Linked DNA regions of Mus musculus: region 1 is linked to region 2. The links are chromatin contacts, called in public promoter capture Hi-C maps. All regions are on one chromosome and are shown on one strand. The core of a region is the stretch at or near the end of the contact, and the rest is flanking DNA. Distances in the headings are between cores, read along the strand shown.

Region 1 (3,630 bases), core at 122-2,621, 310 kb after region 2:
TAGCAGAGATGCCACCGCTGCAGAGGACCACATATAACCCAGAAAAACTGTCAGGGGCACACTATAAAAATTGAGTATGTGTCACCAGTAGATTTAGATTCTTCAGGTTAATATTATTTTTGCAATTAGGTAGTGAACTGGCATTAATTTACTCGTGCTGTGTGATTAGGTTAATTTACTCCAGAAAAGCTTACATTTCCAGAATTAAAAATGGTGGCCATGTCTTCTCACGATCCATCAAAGTCGCAGCTGTGCCATAGAAACCCGGCCATTTTGTATTCTTATAGACTGTGCAATAATGGCTGAAGATGACCAAGTGCCGGGCCCCATAGATCTTCATGCTTAAGTACCTACGGATGAATGGTTAACTTAATCAATTACTTTTCCTATAGTTCGGCTTTTATAAATAGAAATCAGCATATAATGCTTAGGGCACTGAATTTTAGATGTAATAGTGCCTGAATGTGTCAAAAACAAAAGAGGCTTGCAAAAATAAAGCTAACTCGTTGTTGGCCTTCGTGGCTGCAGATGCATCCTCTATGTCTGCCTGGATCACTTACGTCCCTTAAGGATGCAAACGTGCCTGCCCTGCTCACACATTCCCCGGAACTGTGGTCCTGCTAGCATTTTTGAAAATTACTTTAATTAACCTTATTTCATCTTGGGTAGCGGTAGAACACTTTTATTGGTTAACTATGCATTCCTTTGTTTTGTCATTAACCTTGACTTTCGCCCTTGGAATTGATGGTAATTTATATTGTGAGCCAGGTGTTAGAACAACATGCACTGGGGTACCCAGCAGCCGTGCCCTCAGTGGCTAGGATTCTGTAGCTTACAGGAGACAGAGCAGGAGTTGGAGGGCTGGAGAGAGAGGAAGCAAGGCTTAGCCCCGGGTTCTCCGAGGATGGATTCTAGTCTCCAGCCCAGGACGTGGATTTTGGGATAGCCTCGGCTGGGGTAGTCTCTCAAGCCAGTTCCCAGCTACTCCTGAAGTCAGAGAAAGGGATCATTTACTGAAGGGGAGGAATAATGGCCAGTCCCTAACAGTTCCACTCTAATAGTCAACCAAATATACTGTAATATTAGGAATAGTGTGCCTCTACTCTACGAGTATCCCCGTCTTTCCCTCTCTCCCACTCTGTCCACAGCCAAATACCTCTACCGTAGATAACCAAATACTCCCACCAAATATAACCAAGTCCTTGGCTTTACATCTGCACTCTTGTCACAGCACACAAAAGCCCAGTTTCAACTCTTCCTGTCTGTTTTGGTTTGGTTTGGGTTTTTTCCTATTGTGTGTGTGATTCACAAGCCCCTGAAGGCCAGGGCACTGTGAGGCCACAGACAGGGAGGTACTGAGGTCCAACTCCAGCCCCCAAGAGCATGGCGCTTGTGAGCTGACAGAAATAGCTTTCCCTGAAGTGCTTTGGCACGCCAGAAGAGGGAGAAGTTAGTTTCAGTACAGAAAAAAAAAAAAAAAAAAAAAAAAAAAAAAACCGACATTCCACACATACTCTTTTCTCTAGTGGTTCGGGGTCTGTGTGGCTGTGTCATCACTACTTCCTGTGCACTGACACCCCCTTCATTCTGTGGGTTAACGCATGAGCCGCAGAAGAAGACGTTCTTCCCGCCTGTGTTTATTAAACATAATGGCTTACAGATATCAAGGGAGGATCATTCAGAAAGTCAGTACTTTTCAAAGAGCCAAACCTTTCTATTTTCTTCTCAAGATCCAGGCCTGTCCTCAGCCCCCCTTTTGGCGGAAGAATTTTGTGGGTCTAAGTTCCCACGAAGGTCACTAGGTGGGCAGAAGTGGGTGGGGAGGCTGTGGCCAGCGAGCAGAGCCCCCAGAAGCTGTCCACACTGCTGCTGAGGTTGAAGACAGTGTGTGTTTGCTTAGAACTGTCTAGAACACACGGGAGAGGCGTTATGGGGAAAAAAGGGGTCTTGGATGGGTAAAACTGTGGACAAAGAGCCTCTTAGCAGAGACAGCTTGGTCCTACCTGTAAACATGAGTGGTGAAGGGCAGGGGCTGGAAGGGTAGAAAGAATGTCATAGGAATCCCAAGATTTCTCAGGTGTGGAGGACACCCTGGCTTTGACACTTCCCAACACCCAAGTAGACTGTCACTACAGAGAACTAAGTGAGACTTCAAGATCCTAATGGTCAAATCTCCATTTTTTATTTCACGGAAGCCATAGTCTTCCTAGTATATTAGTTAGTGAGTGCTGACTGACTAATGTCCCTAGTCCCTAGTCAATCACAGTGGCTTAGCACAGTCGAAGTCACACCTTGATCATGGTCCTCCCTGATTGAGTTTGTCAGTGCCCTGAGAGGGTACCTCTCACACAGCAACTCAGGGGGACCTGCTGACTTTCATGCTGTGGCCCCATGGAGCCAAGGGCTTGCTGCTGGGTGTCTGTATTCTGCTGACACAGATAGAGGACCTTGCAGGTGACAGGCAGACCTGCTCACATTCCTTAAACCTTTGTTGAGTCCAAACCTCACCTGGAGAGAGACTGGGCCACGGCACCTTGCACAGGAAGAAGATTGAATGGGCTTGGGCATGCATAAAGGCGGGTCAGCCATTTGTAGGTGGGTCAGCCATTTGCATTGCTGACCTAAACATGGAGATGAGTCAGTTGACAGCTATTTAATGAGTGATCTCTAATAATTCAGGACTTTTGATCTTTGGAGGCCAGAAGACTTGATTTTGAATATTGTTGTGTGATCTTGGGCTAAGAATTAAGCCTCCAATTGTCCTGTGGGAAATGGGCTATCTCATGGGGTCACTGTGACCATGAGATGAAACAAGAGACAACAATGCGCATGTGACAATGCATGCTTAGTCGTGGGAGCCTTTGGGACTGGATGAGAGGAAGAAAGGAACACTCTCTTTGTCCTGTTTGGATTAGCCATGGGTGCCAGCGAGGCCCAGCCGGGTCCAGAGACCATCTTCCTCGAGACAGCAAGAACGGCTTTAGTTTTCCCAATCTCTTGCTAAATTTCAGTTATGCATTTTGATGGACCTGGGATTTGGAAAAGAAAAGCAAAAAAATCCCCCAGCCCACGGCGCCCATTTTCTCTGATCAATAGAAATCCAGGCACTTAGCAAAAAGCCCCAGCAAATTATCTTTGTTCTGTCTGAGACTGCCACATACAGAAAGCAGTGGCTTTACTGTTTTTCTTTTTTAATATGTATTTCTAGAGGCAGTAAAAAGAAACAATCTTTTTAAAAAATCATTTAATTTTTTTTACTTCAGACCTGGGCCACGGGACTCGACTCCGGTGCCTGGTGTGTCCAGAATATGGCAGCCATGAAGGGTTTCCACAACTATTTACTGATTGGATTAGAAGATGAATGAAAGCTGATACCTGGGTAATAACAATTAAGATAATGCTGGAAACATGGAGGCTATGTGGGGGAAGTACAGCAGAATAAATGTGATATTTCCTAAATGGTTTCTTCTCTAGTAAACAACAACAACAACAACAACAACAACAACACACACACACACACACACACACACACACACACACACACACACACACGGGAGTGGGAGAGGAGAGAGAGAGAGAGAGAGATCCTACACAAAGCAACGTGAAGAGGAAGACAAACTGCCTTTCTTA
Region 2 (3,610 bases), core at 942-3,441:
CTCAGGGGGAGCACTCAGGGGGAGCACTCAAAGTTCAAGAACAACCTCTCCCACACTGCAAGTTAGAGAGCAGGCTGGACCACGTGAGACATAGCCTCAAAAAAAGAAACCCTCCAGGTGTTGAGCCACCATATCCGACACTATTGTTGCTATTGATGAATTCATTACTTTTGAGGGAGACTCTCGTGTGGCTCAGGGCTGGCTTCAGGCCTAGCGTGGTAACACCTTTAAGAGCAGCACTTGGGAAGCAGAGGCAAGGAGATCTCTTAGTTCAAGGTAAGCCAGATCTACATCGTGAGCTCCAGGACAGAGTTTTGTCATTTTTGAGACAAGGACTCATAAGGATGGCCTGAAACCCCTGATCCTCTTGCTGCCACCTCCCAAGTGTCCTGATTACAGATATGCACCATCACGCCTGACCTGACCTGCCAGCAATGACTTAAGTAGCAAACAAGGGCACCAAGAATTCAACTCAGAAGGGTCTGAAACCAGAAGTTGTGGCTAACACAATGTCCTATATAGCTTCTAGCTGGAACATGGTATAGAGAGCTTAAATGTTAACTCATACCTATTATATTTCAAAAAAAAAAAAAAAAGTCCTTTGGTGATAAATAACAGCCCTAAAATCTAAGGGACATTCCACTTGGCCACCATCACTTCAGCCAAGGCCCTTCTTTTATAGGCTGGACCCTATTCTCAGGTGGTTGTTACATCCCAGCCCCAATACCAAAAGAGGAAAAACAAACTAGTTCCCCAATTGCTTAACTCAAAAATGAAAGTAGTGCCATGCCTGGACTAAGAGAGAGAGAGAAATGAGGACTGTGTGGCAAAGGAAACACTTTAACACAGAAAGCATGATGGCGCTTATTTCAAGACCCCAAACTCGGAAGGTCTTCCCATCAGTGAAGTAAAGGAAGTGGGTAACAGTTCAGAGCAGTGGAGAAAGAAGCACGCAGGCCAGAAGGCTGCAACCCCACCCCACCACCACCATGGGCACACCTTCTTTAGGGCAGTGCCAGTCAGGCCCGTGTCTGTAGCTAAGAATGCACTGACAGAACCCGGGATGGATGGTCTGGATAACTTGAGGAAACTGCTAATGAGGTCTTGAACATCTCCACACAGTCACTTCTAAATATATCTACACTTATATCGCTATTCAAAACAGTCTGTCAGTCAACCACTCCTTTAAAAATAAACGGGAGCTGGGGTGCAGCGCAGTGGTAAAATGCTTGCTAATGACATGCTCAAGACCATGGGCCTATTCCCAGGATCAGAAGGGAGGAAGACACGGAGAGGTTGGGTGCAACCCGAATGACTGTCCCGTTGTATCCTTGCCTTAGCGACAGGAATCAAGCGAAGTCACGCTTGATTGTTGCCAGGATACTTAACCTCCTCCTTCTCCTCCTCCAGAAAAGCCCCCCTCCCCCCCCCCCCCCGATTGGCCACTGGTTGAAGGAGTTCCATAATACCCCCAGCCCACTTCCGGCCACTCCCACAAGCCCACTCCCCGGACGAGAGGGATTTTCACACACCCCTCCCACCGGGTGCATGCTGCTCCACCCTTGCAGACCTTGGTTTCCCCTGTCGCAAACTAAAAGGGTTGATGGAGATCACGAAAATTGAGATCAGTGTTCTCAATTTCTGATCCATCGCTCTCCACGCGCCTGTGCTTTGCGGAAGCAGACATCCCGTGACCATCCCCTTAACAATACTTGTAATTTTAGCAAAGGAGTGTGATGTGTCCAGAACCGATAAAACAGGCTGTTGCTTCCCAATCTCAGCAAACCCGATCATCAGCTCATCAGCGTGGGTTTCCTCCGCGGCCTTTTCCATCAATCCCACAATCCCATGAAAGAGAAAAAAAAAAAAAAAAAACCTCCCCTGGCCCTCCCAGCCTCTAAACTCAAAGGTGCCTGGCCTTGTATTCGGAAAGAAGTGGGGGTCGGGGAGAGAACCTGCTCGCTCCAGCAGCCCCGGCGTCCCCAGCCGAGCTGAGCAGGTGCCGGGGCAGGCGCGGCGCCCGCCACCCGACTCCCTCCCTAAGGCTCAGTTTACTCACACGCGGTTCTGAACGCCCGGCCCGGAGCACGGCGGAGTTTGCTGACTCAAGGCGCGGCGGCGACGAGCGCCTAAGAGCGAACCCGAGGAGCGCAGCCCCGCGTCCAGCGCACGCAGCGCCCCGCCCCGCCCTGCGCGCCCGCCGCCGCCCCCCACCCCCACCCGCCACTGCCAGCCTTAACGTAGGAAAGGCCACCTAGCTAGCGGGTCTTTCTCCCTACCCAGCAGTGAGGAATCAAGATGAGAGAAGCCAATAACAAACAAGCATGACTAGATGTTAGCAGGATCTCGATGGAGGGCATATACTGTTTGCTATAACAATATTTTTAATATCTCCGTAACTTTTTAAAAAATGTGTTTTCATGTACGATGAGGAGAAAGCTATGAGAGTCTGCCAAAGATATGTCCGGTTCCTATAGATCATCTGAGCTGGCTCTCACCCACCTGTGTGCATGGCTCAAGGCTGAGAGCACTTTTTGCCCTTGCAAAGGACCTGGCTCCCAGCATCCATACAGTAGCTCACAACTGCCTTTAACTCCAGTCACCACCCTCTTCTGCCCTAGCACTCACGTGGTGCACATACATCCAGGAAGCCAAAACAGTCATAAAATAAAATAAATAAATCTAAGGACAAAAAAGAAAGACTCAGCGAATCTTGGACCATCCAGCATCCTCCTAGAAAAGTTGTCCATGACTATATTCCATAGCTACACTGACCTCCTGAACAAAACTTGCCAAAATGCAATGTCTTATCTTAGACTCGTATCTCTGAGTGCTGCATCATTGTTTTTTTTTTTTTTTTTTTTTTGCATCATTGGTATTTAATGACCTAAAATTGCACCCAAACTATAATACATGCAACCATCGTTTGTTTTGCTTTTTGTATGTTTGTTTGTTTTTCGAGACAGCGTTTCTCCTTATACCCCTGGCTGTCTTGGAACTCACAGATTTTTGAGTTTAAGGCCAGCCTGGTCTACAAAGTGAGTTCCAGGACAGCCAAGAATACACAGAGAAACCCTGTCTTGAAAAACCAAAAAAAAAAAAAGTACAAAAACTTTACTATGAGAGCATTTAGCCCTGGAGATTGAGAATTGAATATGTGATATTTATACAGCTTAAGCCTAGGATCTTAATGTATTGTTTTAAGCAATCTGGGCACATTTCAAACCTATGTTCAAGTAATGTCTACAAAAATTCACCCTAATGGAATAGTCATTTACTTTATACTTTAAGTACTCAATAGCTGGTTTTAAACTACAATATGTTAGTATACAGTATTGGAGGACAATAGAATTTGTTATATTTTGTTTTTGTTTGTTTGGTTTTGTGTTTATTTAAGACATGGTCTTAATATATATAGCTGTCCTGGAACTCTATGTAGACCAGGATGGTTTCGAACTCACAGAGATCCGCCTGCCTCTGCCTCCCAAGTGCTGGGATTAAAGGTGTGCACACTCTGCCCAGTGTTTGACAATGCATTTAAGATTTACAACATTTATGGATTTAGCACGGTAATGACTGAAACACGTGTGCAATCTCAGCATTCAGGAGC

Evidence for each region. Promoter capture Hi-C pulls out the DNA fragments that hold promoters and counts their contacts.
Region 1: a promoter capture Hi-C map of 3T3-L1-derived adipocytes shows a contact between it and region 2, with 6 times the contacts expected there. The contact joins the enhancer-like site here to the promoter of Snx10 in region 2. A contact is called at or near these places in 13 of 39 promoter capture datasets (the 3T3-L1 cell line, 3T3-L1-derived adipocytes, cranial neural crest and 7 more), 1 of 15 datasets of contacts at CTCF or cohesin (embryonic stem cells), 32 of 484 Hi-C or Micro-C datasets (the AML12 cell line, the C2C12 cell line, CD4 T cells and 20 more), 13 of 115 datasets of contacts at active chromatin or transcription factors (bone marrow-derived dendritic cells, craniofacial prominence, embryonic basal ganglia and 6 more) and 2 of 9 other capture datasets (adipose tissue and liver).

What each region holds. Positions count from the first base shown.
Region 1 is chr6:51,209,417-51,213,046 of GRCm38.p6, reverse strand. No RefSeq gene overlaps it. Among named protein-coding and RNA genes, the nearest start is that of Gm32403, 3.9 kb to the right of the region's middle. Within about 2 kb of position 1,371, at least 36 of the 459 cell types and tissues checked have an H3K27ac peak or open chromatin away from gene starts, as enhancers often do. A contact at or near this core is called in 3T3-L1-derived adipocytes, the C2C12 cell line, adipose tissue and 2 more, where this site is marked.
Region 2 is chr6:51,522,484-51,526,093 of GRCm38.p6, reverse strand. Snx10 (sorting nexin 10) reads right to left here and starts at 2,191. Exons shown (of 7, transcript NM_001127349.1): 1 at 2,060-2,191.